2 separate regions of the Mus musculus genome follow, and region 1 is linked to region 2. The links are chromatin contacts, called in public ChIA-PET maps. All regions are on one chromosome and are shown on one strand. Each heading gives the region's core, a stretch centred on a gene start, on an enhancer-like site or on the middle of the called end of the contact. The rest is flanking DNA. Distances are from core to core; before and after follow the strand shown. Region 1 overlaps Dthd1 (death domain containing 1). Region 2 overlaps Arap2 (ArfGAP with RhoGAP domain, ankyrin repeat and PH domain 2).

Region 1 (5,339 bases), core at 321-2,820, 140 kb after region 2:
CTAATAGTGTGGGCTGAGCATGTGCACACCACCCCACTATGATTCCCAGTGGGTGCTAGAAGTTATTGAAACCTAAGTGAATAACATTTTTAATGTATATACAGCTATGATGAAGTTTAGTTTATAAATTAGACAGGTTAAGGTGTAAATAAGCACAGCTAACAATAATATGGGACAATTGATAATTTATTATTAAAAAGTTCTATAAGATTTATCAATTGTTTATCTCTGGTATTCCTAATTAATAATTTTATCCACAATTGACCATGATACCATGGAGGCTGAAGGATACTGAGTCCAGAAAATACACAGCAGTCATAAGGGACAGCTACTGTAAAGTCTCTACATGGCCTACTTGGCTATTGATTCCAAGCTTTTGTATCCCATCTCCTTCCCTTGTTCACCTGCAATCCCACAGTTAGCCTGTCCCTCCTTCTAGGTTACTCTTCTCTGTCTTCTGATTTAAATACGTGTTAATGATTTCTCTGTCCTGAATGGTCCTTCTAATATCTACCTATATACCAATACCTCAATAGTCATCTCATGGTCAAGTTTCACATTCTCTCTAAAGCCTTCTCTGAATCTATTTAATAGCAAATGTATTTCTGGATTCATAACCCAACACTCTAGAGCCTTCTTACTTGATTTAACTGTGTTTCTCTCTAAAGCACTGGAGCCTCGTGTGTTAGCTATATTGCAGAAAGATTGACTTAGCAAGGATTTAAGTAAGCCCTATGACTTCAGGGGAACTTTGTTCTGTTCCTTTATTATTCATTGTTCAACAAGGATAAAGAACAATGCTTGGCACAGTTAGATGTAACCAATGCTTGCTGCATAAATGCCTTAATGAATACAGCTTATACTATAGGTGGTAAAATAAGAGAAAATGAGACATGTTAAGGAAAGAAACAAATAAGCATCAAAGAATAAACAAAATTGGTGAAATGTGTTAAAATAGGACAGTTACAGAAGACCAACAGTGAGTTACCTTCTGGGCAGAGAAGAAACACAAGACAAGAAGCCTCTTTGCCTACAGTCCTGGGAAAGCATCAGCCAGAGTAAGGCAAATAGTAAATATCTAGCCTCCATGATGCCTTCAAGGAAAAACATCATGGATACTATTCATATGGTGGCTAAGAAGTTGAGTTGAGGTCTGAAAAATGATCTAACTGGTCTTAGTGGCCTTGGAAGATGATGCCCTTATGAAATTGACCATGTCATCAATACAAGTGAAAATTTGAGGCCTCATAATACAATCATTTCCAGTAAAGCATTTCTAAGTTGTGCATAAAGCAACTCATTTCATAAATGTTCCAGAACATTTTGTTGACATTACATGCCATTGTACACTGGAAGAAGGAAAGCACCTTTAAAAAATTGAGTTTTTAAGTGGAAGGAAGTGGTTAGACTGCTTGGTGCCGGAACACACACTTCTGAAGTCACCCAGATGGCTGTCTATATGACATTTGCTTGTTTTTCGTCAGCTTGGGTTGTGACAACCTTGTACTTCTCCCACCTGTTTGGTGGTTTTGCTTTGAATAGAGTCAGGCAGGGCTCCAGACACAAAGCTGGAGTCTACCTGAGGCTGAAGCTCTGAGTAATACCTCAGTGGCAGCCTTACATAAGCAATCCTGACCTAACTTCTGCTGAGACTGAACTTCCTTTAGAAAAACAAACAAAATGACCCTGTGAACTCATGACATATTGTCATGCCATTTCTAGTTAAAAAAAAAAAAAAAGTGTCACAACATTTGCACTTCCACCACATTAAATAGGTTAAAGGAAGGAACTGTGAATGTGCTATTGCAAGAGCTTGTGTATCAAAAGCATCACTTTCTCTCGGTTTGAGACTTTCATTGCCCACTCCCTACCATGCTGAAAATGATTTTAAAAACGTAATTTGTTTCCAAAAACATGAACTGCTAAAAGAATCTTCACTAAGTAAATTAGAAGATTCTGAGATGGGAGAAAATTTATCATGGTCACAAGCACCTTAGCATTGCTTACAGTTTTCAGATGTAGTTATTTTATGTAATTATATTAGGATTAAAAATGAAAGTGTCACTAGCACATGTGAGTAGCACTAGATGCACTCAGTGGTTTGTAAATAGAAAATTAATTGGAAGGAAAATGTGTTGGGAGAACAAGGAGAAGTTAGTGTGTGTGGGGGGGCGGTGAAAGATACAGATATGATTTAGATATATTCTATATTATGTGTAAAATTTTCAGAATAAATATAATTACTATTTTAAAAAGCACAATTCATTACCCTGTTGATGGATAATAAAAAAAAACAAGTTCAGAAAAAATATACATATAGTACATATGGATTATATATAATATATTTAATACACACATATACATATGTGTGTATGTATGTATGTAGGTATTAAACCCTATCAGAAAAAAAACAGAGTAATTTGAGTTTTGTTGTTTTTTCAGAAACATTGAACTTAACAACAGTTTTAGAGTTTGTTAGAATTTAGTTCCATGTTTTCTATATTGAAGTCAATTTTAGCAACATCTATATTGCTTTATGGTCCATCCTCTGTCAGTCAGATAATGAGTTCAACTAAGAAATATTATGTTAAATTATGCAGAGACTGAGAGACCTTGGGACACTCAGTCCTTCTTAAATGAGATGTCTCCAACAAATCCCTCCCCTCACAACTTGGGGGAACCCCAGGAAGAGGAGGCAGAGAGAATTTAAGAATCAGAAGGGATTGAGGACACCAAGAAAAGAAGGCTCTGTAAATCTATGTGAGCATAGCTCATATGAGCTCACAGAGACTGAAGTAGCATGCATGTTGCTTGAATGGGTCCACACCAGGTCCACAGTGAGTATAATATGGCTTCCAGTTTAGTGTTTTCATGGGACTCTTGAGTGTGTGAGTGAGTGGACGTTTATTCAAGTGTCTTCTCTTGGTCTTTTTTCCTTCCGTTGGCTTGTCTTGATCAACTTCAGTGTGATAGTTTTTGTTTTATCTTATTATATTTATTTCATTGCTTTTTTTTATATAAAGAAATGAATGGAAATCTAGACATTAGGCGAAAAGTTAAGAAGTGAATTTTTACTTATACCTTCTGGAAGAGTGAAAATCAGTTTTCTCCAGTAGACTGACACTGGGTATATCAACCACTTTGTGGGGTTTTTTTCCCCTCTTTTTCGATGTAGTTTAATGGTTTCTTATTTTGGGAGAGTTTTGCTATATTGTATATTTGTTTCCTTTTTAAGAAAGAACTTAAAATTGAGAGGGAGAAATAGAGGATCTGGAGGGACTTGTGGAAGAGAGAAAATCTGATGTTTTGGTTTTAATAATGAAAAATATAATAATAAAAAATAAAATGATATATTATAGGGTTAAATATTCTGATAATAAAGATCAGTAACTTGGCTTTTAAGAAAATTCAGTTTTTTTAAAGTCACGGCATGAATTTTTATTTCCAGGATTATCCAAAACTAGAAGCATTTTTCTAAAGAAACACGATAGCAAAAGAATTGTACTTTCTCTTAACAACCAACCCTGAAATTATATTTGAATGACAAAAATTACTTATGTCTTTAGGAACCTATAGGAACATTGAAACACTTTAACATAACAAAGAAGTACAAGGTTTACATGCAGAATATAATTCAGACAAATAATCATTAATTATAGGTTTACTAATCTCATTATTGTTGGGACCAAATTTTAAAGAGCTGCAAAACCATTATATAAGAAATATATAATATATGTCTTGTACTCATGTTATAAATTTTTGGATTAACATCTATGTTTTGTTTTTGTTTTTGTTTTTTGCTTTTTTGTTTTATTTTGTTTTGTTTTGTTTTGTTTTTCGAGACAGGGTTTCTCTGTGTAGCTCTGGCTATCCTGGAACTCACTCTGTATTCCATGCTGGCCTCGAACTCAGAAATCCGCCTATCTCTGCCTCCCGAGTGCTGGGATTAAAGGAGTGTGCCACCATGCCCAGCCCAACTTCTATGTTTATATAACAGGTACTAGTGAAACAAAATAAAATCAGCCAATTTCCCAGATTTCAAGTAAAATTATAGACAATAAAGAATATTTAATATTTTCCGAAGAGTTGATTAAAAAATAGAGTTAAACTCGATGCAGATATTGAGAAACTAATGGATAGGTTTTGTCAGAGTGACATGATGCAGAAGTAAGATCATCAGGCAAAATAAAGGATGATAGAGTTGGTCACATGAAATAGAGTTTATAAAAATTATATCCATAATTAAGGTTAAAAAAATAAAACCCAACCCCCCCAAAAAATTCCCATACATAATATACATATACATTTGATTAGCTTTAAATTTAGTTTTGTATAGAAAAATATAATATCCCATGAAAACATAAAACAATAAATTAAACCATCCATTTAACATAATGTTTTGAGATATAAATTAATGGTAACCCTTATTCTAAAAGTTCTTAAGCAAACAGTTTTTGAACAAGCTAGTCTTAGTGAGTAATGACTGGCCCTATGGTTCCCAGCACTGAAGAATGAGGAGGATAGATCCAAGACCCCAGAGACTATAACTTTTGTTGGTACCAATTGGAGCCCCATAATTTAAGTCAGATAGCAGATGCATTCATGCATTATGACAAAGGTTAGTGCTTGAAGCTAACTCATGTGAGCAACTAGTTTCACCCTGAGTGTGAAACACGAGTCTCAAACACTGTAGCATAATCAGACTTCACCAGAGAATAATATTTTGATATTGTTTCTCAGCCTTGTGTATTTTCAGAAGTAAAGCAAAATAAAATATTCTGAAAAGAAACAAATTCTTTCCAATCTAGGCTTCTAGGTTACTTCACACATGCCAAGATTCTTGACAAAATGATGAGGGGGTTCCTGTAGTTGTCTGGCACCTTGGGTGAGCACAGGTTTAAACAAAGACTTAGTGTTCTTTAATGAGGATACTCATTTAAATGCACATAGTATTTGAGAAATTAACTGAAAGGTTTAAAAAATCATAGAAGGAAATATCTACACAGAAAACTGTATCTGAGGTAAGTTAAAATTTGACAAGAGTGACAGGTATAAAGGCACAAAGACTCCAAAACACCTAGACAAGATAGAAGCCTATATGGGGCATGAAAGAGATGATAAACATTAGATGGAAAAATAGAGAGAATAGTGTTATCATTTTTAAAATTAATTTTCCATATGGAAGGAGTCCAGTAGAATTTAGAAAAGAAGTACTAATCAAACATCAAATCTCTGAAGTTTTACTGATAAATGAAGGAATACCAAAGAAAAGAAAAAGTTCATTAAAATCATGTAGGACAAACAGGTCACATTCAAGGAGAGAACAATTAGGCTGATAG
Region 2 (4,983 bases), core at 1,499-3,998:
ACAATAAAAGAGAAAACCAATAACAAAAATGCTATCCTCGGGACTCAGGACACAGAATTCCCAGTGGTATCATGGACACATATGTGATATACCATGAAGGTAAGATATACAAACAAACTAGAAATAGCTGTCAAGCAAGTAATGATTACAAATATTCATCCCACCACTTTGCAAGCCAAGAGGATGTTGGTTTAAACCAATGTGTTACTCTATCTAGGTCACTGTATAAATGAATCCAACCTGAAGCCTTCTACAGTTCTCACGAGGGTTGCAAGAGTTTGTTACTGCCTGTGCTATTTTCTGTCTGTAAGTATATAAACTCTTTTGCCTTCCAGGAGTAGACACATCTCTTTTCAAACCAAAAACAAGCAAGCCACAAATATAATGCAGTATCAACTTCTGAGAATACAATGTTGAATTGGAATATATAAGTAAAAGAATATGGTTGTCTTAAAATTAAAACTTCAAATATAAAATATAATTAGGATGAAAAGTATCTCATTTTAATTAACTAAAGGATGGTATATTTATCAGTTTCACCTGTTCACTGAGGAAATTACCAAACATACGGCAAAAAGTTAGTACAATAATTACCTATGTAACTTCAAAATTTAACACTTGATAACACTATCGCTCAGTATCTGAGAGACATTCAGTCCAGAAACTCATCAGACACCAGGACCCACAAATGCTCAAGCCCTTAACTATGATATTGTACCTCCATATAACCTATACATATCCTAATGAATGCTTATTCACCTCCAGATTACTTATAATATCTTATATATGGTCATGCTATGTAAACAGTTGCTTTAATATCTAATTTAAAGAATAAGAAAAAAATAGATGTACGGGTTCAGTACAGGTGGGACTTTTACATATTTCTAATGGCTTCATCCACAATAACACACAAGCTAGGATTCAGAGGACTCATCATGCCACTGTATAAAATACAGAATTTATTATATTTAATTAGACATGAATACAAACACATGTATATATTGGCAAATAAAATGTATACACAGGCAATACTATTTTTTACTGCTTTCAGTTATAATAACACAATCCCGACAAATATTTCAGCCTATATCTCCTAAAAAGAAGGACATTTTCAAAGCTTAAGAAGACATTCCCAGAACTCTGCCCAACTCAGCTACTCTCACCAACATGCAGGACGTTCAGTAGGCTCTAACCACACAGCATCATCTCCCCCATCTCCCTTGCACAAAGCTCATTCCCAACACAACCAGAAAACACTATATGTTTTGTAGCAAATGGCCAAAACTTTCTCATGTAAGCTTCTTTCATATTCTTTCTATAAATAATTATTATTCTCCAACATTTCTTCATGTACAAACCTCTTTTCTTCCAAACTCATAGCAATAGAATTCCATTCAAACCCTTCTCACTCCCAGAGGATGAGGCAAACCCCTACTTGCTTTTCAATTTTCTATTTATGGTGTGGTTTGTATACATCTTGGTGCTCTGAGGGATGAAGGAAACTTTGTATTCATCTTTACATAGCTCACAACCTTTCCTATAATTTGTAGAAGATGCTCTAAAAATAACTATTAGATGTATACACTTGCTGGGCAGTGGTGGCCTTTAATCCCAGCACTTGGGAGGTAGAGGCAGGTGGATTTCTGAGTTTGAGGCCAGCCTGGTCTAGAAAGTGAGTTCTAGGACAGCCAAGGTTATTCAGAAAAACCCTGTCTCGAAAAACCAAAAAAAAAAAAATTAAAAATTTTAAAAAAAAAGATGTATACACTAAAAATAAAAATTAGCCATACATTCTATGAAATTAAATCATGGAGAGTGATTACGTCATATTCCCTTGCTTTTCATGTTGATAATATATTATTTTCTACTCTTAAAAGTGTTCAACTATTCCCTTGTTTTCCGCACACTTAGTGTATGTAAAATAATCTTTGATGCCAGTACTTACTCTGTCATTATTGTAGTAAGAAATGCTAAGGCCATCAAATTTCACCCATCTCTTCTGAAACATGCGTTTTCTGTAAAATACATGAAAAGCATTATTTTACATTCCATGACACGAATTCAAATGTGTCTGTAATGTCCCTATGTTGAGTACATTTCATTGTTCTCTTAGACAATAGAGGTAACAAGAGGCTGTAACAACTTTCAGGTCTACATTTCTCATTATTGCACTGTGAGACTGTGTATAGTAGCACATTCTGGTTAGATAATGTAGGTATCTGCAAAATAATATAATGTCGACGTTGCCTTCACATGCAGCTGTGAGGGTCCCTGCACAACAAAACGAGGGCACCCCCTCCACCACTGAACCCATGGTCCACCAAGAAGATAATCCTTCAAGGGGCGCATGACATGATGCTCTCATCCCTCATTAAGCTCCGGCTCAGATCTTATTTTACTTTGATCATTGGTGAGTGAACGCTATGTTGCTAAGCTAATGTGGTCTTGTTAATTGAATTTATACATATCAATAATGTATTTCAAGTTAAAGATGTTGAAAAATCCTTGTCAAACTACAGAGTATTTATAATCTCTTTAAACAGCATACTGTTGAAATAGGATCATATAAAAGGCAAATGCAGTTTAAAATTCTGACACCAAATAAAATCAAGGGAAAAATAAGATAATCCCATTTTGATATTTAGACTTTTAAAAAGATCGTTTTGCTGAGTTTACAGTGGACTGCTGAAGGGGCTTTTGTGCACACATGTGGTTTCCGTTTTGTTTAAGTTTCTTCCCCAACTCCTCCCAACAAACATGCATTCAACAGTCCCTAGTCTGAGAACTGTCTTCTCTATATACAGTCAGCCTGGGCTGATGCCACCACGATAACCTCTGCTTTTAATAGATACCAAACACTAACTTCCTATTGAAAAAAGTAAAACCAGTCACCACTAAGCATTTCTCTCTCCCTCTCTCTTGCAGTTTTAAAACACATTTAAAGACTTAGTATCATTTCCTGTGGCTTTCGTGACAGTTAAAGATAGAAAAAGAATGTTCTGGCCCTGGGGGAGTTTTTTCTCACTGCTTTCCAGCCAAAGGTCTATTACTTGTGTAAAATACAGAAAGATTCCCACACTAATCATTAACAAACATATGCATCCGTAGAGCCAACCAGCTCTAATGACAAAACAGGGAAAGAAATGAAGTTCCCTAGCACATACAACAATTTCATATACAAATATTAAATTAATGATAAAGAACACTCTGGGCCCTAACCTCATCTAACCACACTAGTCAACAGCCTCCTTCCATCTGATCCCCCTCATCGGCTCCTTCCTCACCTCTCTTGGCTTCTCCTATCTCTTCTCCCAGCAATGCTTTCCATAGTCAGAGCTGACTTTTCACTTCCAACAATCCAAGGACTCCCACATCCCCAGCACTGGCAGGTTGAAGGAAAGGCACTCTTCAGTATGCACACACTCCTTGTTAGTTATATACTGTATGCACCTATCCACTCTCCACCTAGTGTCTTCTTCTCTCTCTCCAGTTCTTCCAAGGCAAACAAATGTGCTTCTTCCTCCAGGGTCCCAACAGCAACTAGGGAAAGCCAGAGGTCTGTGCAGAGCCACACCTCACTTCCATTGAAACTGAACCTAAGAGCTTAATAAAACATGTAATTTTCAACTTTAAGATATAAAATAAGATCAATATCTAGGGGTAGAATAGAGACCTTAAATCCATTCCTAACCTCCCCTTTCTTCCCTTACTAACTTTAAGTATTATCCCTAAGACACCTACAGACAAATTCCTTCCCTGACAAACTAGTACATATCCAACCAGAGTTTTCCTGGAAAAGTGCCTCTAGTTTCCCTGTAGCCGTTAATGCAATCTCTTTATATATTTGTTGACTTTCTTAATGCCAACATCCCACAATGCACCTTACTCTTTTACAGGGACAAAGTCCAGAAATGATTCATATTCTATTTATGATCAACTATGAACACTAAGACCCAAATAGGTTCTCATTCTCTCGCTCCCTCTACCCCCGACACCATGCCCAAAAGGATGAATGAACAAGTAATATGACTAAGCTTAGTCCTTTTAAAACCTAACAGAAAGACAAGAAAGAAAAAGAAAACATCCAACCGGGCTCATATCCAATCTTGTTCTAAAATAATAGTTGCAGAAGGGCCGGTAAATTTATGAAAATTCAGAATTAAATCCACAGTCTAAAAGAGTAGCAAGTGAAAAGGGCCCAGAAATTATGTTAACACAGCATAATTCAGACCATTTAGTTAGCTATTTTATTATTTGTTTGTCTCTGTGGAGGTGTATACCATATGACTGCTCATGTGTGTGCATGTATGCATCCATATAATTGTGTGCATGTGTGCATATGTGCATGTATGTACCCATATACTTGTGTACATGCATGGAAAAGCCAGGGGTCAATCCCAAGCAGTTTTCTACAGCTTTTCACCTCCTTTCTTGAACCAAGGTCTCTCAGAGGGGCTGAATTTTGCCATCTGTGCTAGACTGTGGGCTATGGAGCTCATGGGCTCTTCCCATTTCCACCCTGAGATCTGGGATTATAAATGTGAGTAGCCATGCACCATAGTCCCACATTGACATGGGTGCTAATGAGCACGTAACAGCCTAAATTCAAGCTCTTCAGCCTAAAGCCACTTCCCCCACCTGGCTCCACAAGTTCACACAGAATTCTGTCGAAACCCAGAAATGCCCAACTGTTTGCAAGACTGTCGATACCGCCATCTACTAAATTAAAGCTCAAAAATGATGCCCTTGGGTTACACACACACAAACAAGAAAAAAAAAATACAGTATAAACATTCCTAATTTTAAAGTCAGTTTAGGGTTCAGTGTTGTGCTGAATTCACAGCTGACCTCCACTGTACTACAGGCCAGCCTTGCCTACCTGTGTGAGAGGCCAGAGGCATCATCCAAGAGCATGATGGAGAGAAATGTGGAGGACAGCAGGGATGTTGGAGGGAGATGGACAGCTCAGTGCCCACTAGGCTA

Evidence for each region. ChIA-PET counts read pairs in DNA pulled down with a chosen protein or histone mark.
Region 1: a contact with region 2 is called in an RNA polymerase II ChIA-PET map of memory CD8 T cells, with 138 read pairs. The contact joins two enhancer-like sites. A contact is called at or near these places in 1 of 15 datasets of contacts at CTCF or cohesin (CD8 T cells), 8 of 484 Hi-C or Micro-C datasets (CD4 T cells, CD8 T cells, the MNK3 cell line and 3 more) and 4 of 115 datasets of contacts at active chromatin or transcription factors (CD8 T cells, bone marrow-derived dendritic cells, effector CD8 T cells and 1 more).

Annotation. Positions count from the first base shown.
Region 1 is chr5:62,856,956-62,862,294 of GRCm38.p6, forward strand. All of the region lies in intron 8 of Dthd1 (death domain containing 1), which reads left to right. Among named protein-coding and RNA genes, the nearest start is that of Dthd1, 48 kb to the left of the region's middle. Within about 2 kb of position 1,571, at least 63 of the 459 cell types and tissues checked have an H3K27ac peak or open chromatin away from gene starts, as enhancers often do. A contact at or near this core is called in CD8 T cells, the MNK3 cell line, Th1 cells and 2 more, where this site is marked.
Region 2 is chr5:62,712,788-62,717,770 of GRCm38.p6, forward strand. It overlaps Arap2 (ArfGAP with RhoGAP domain, ankyrin repeat and PH domain 2), which reads right to left. Exons shown (of 33, transcript NM_178407.3): 7 at 1,946-2,015. Among named protein-coding and RNA genes, the nearest start is that of Arap2, 51 kb to the right of the region's middle. Within about 2 kb of position 2,749, at least 46 of the 459 cell types and tissues checked have an H3K27ac peak or open chromatin away from gene starts, as enhancers often do. A contact at or near this core is called in CD8 T cells, the MNK3 cell line, Th1 cells and 2 more, where this site is marked.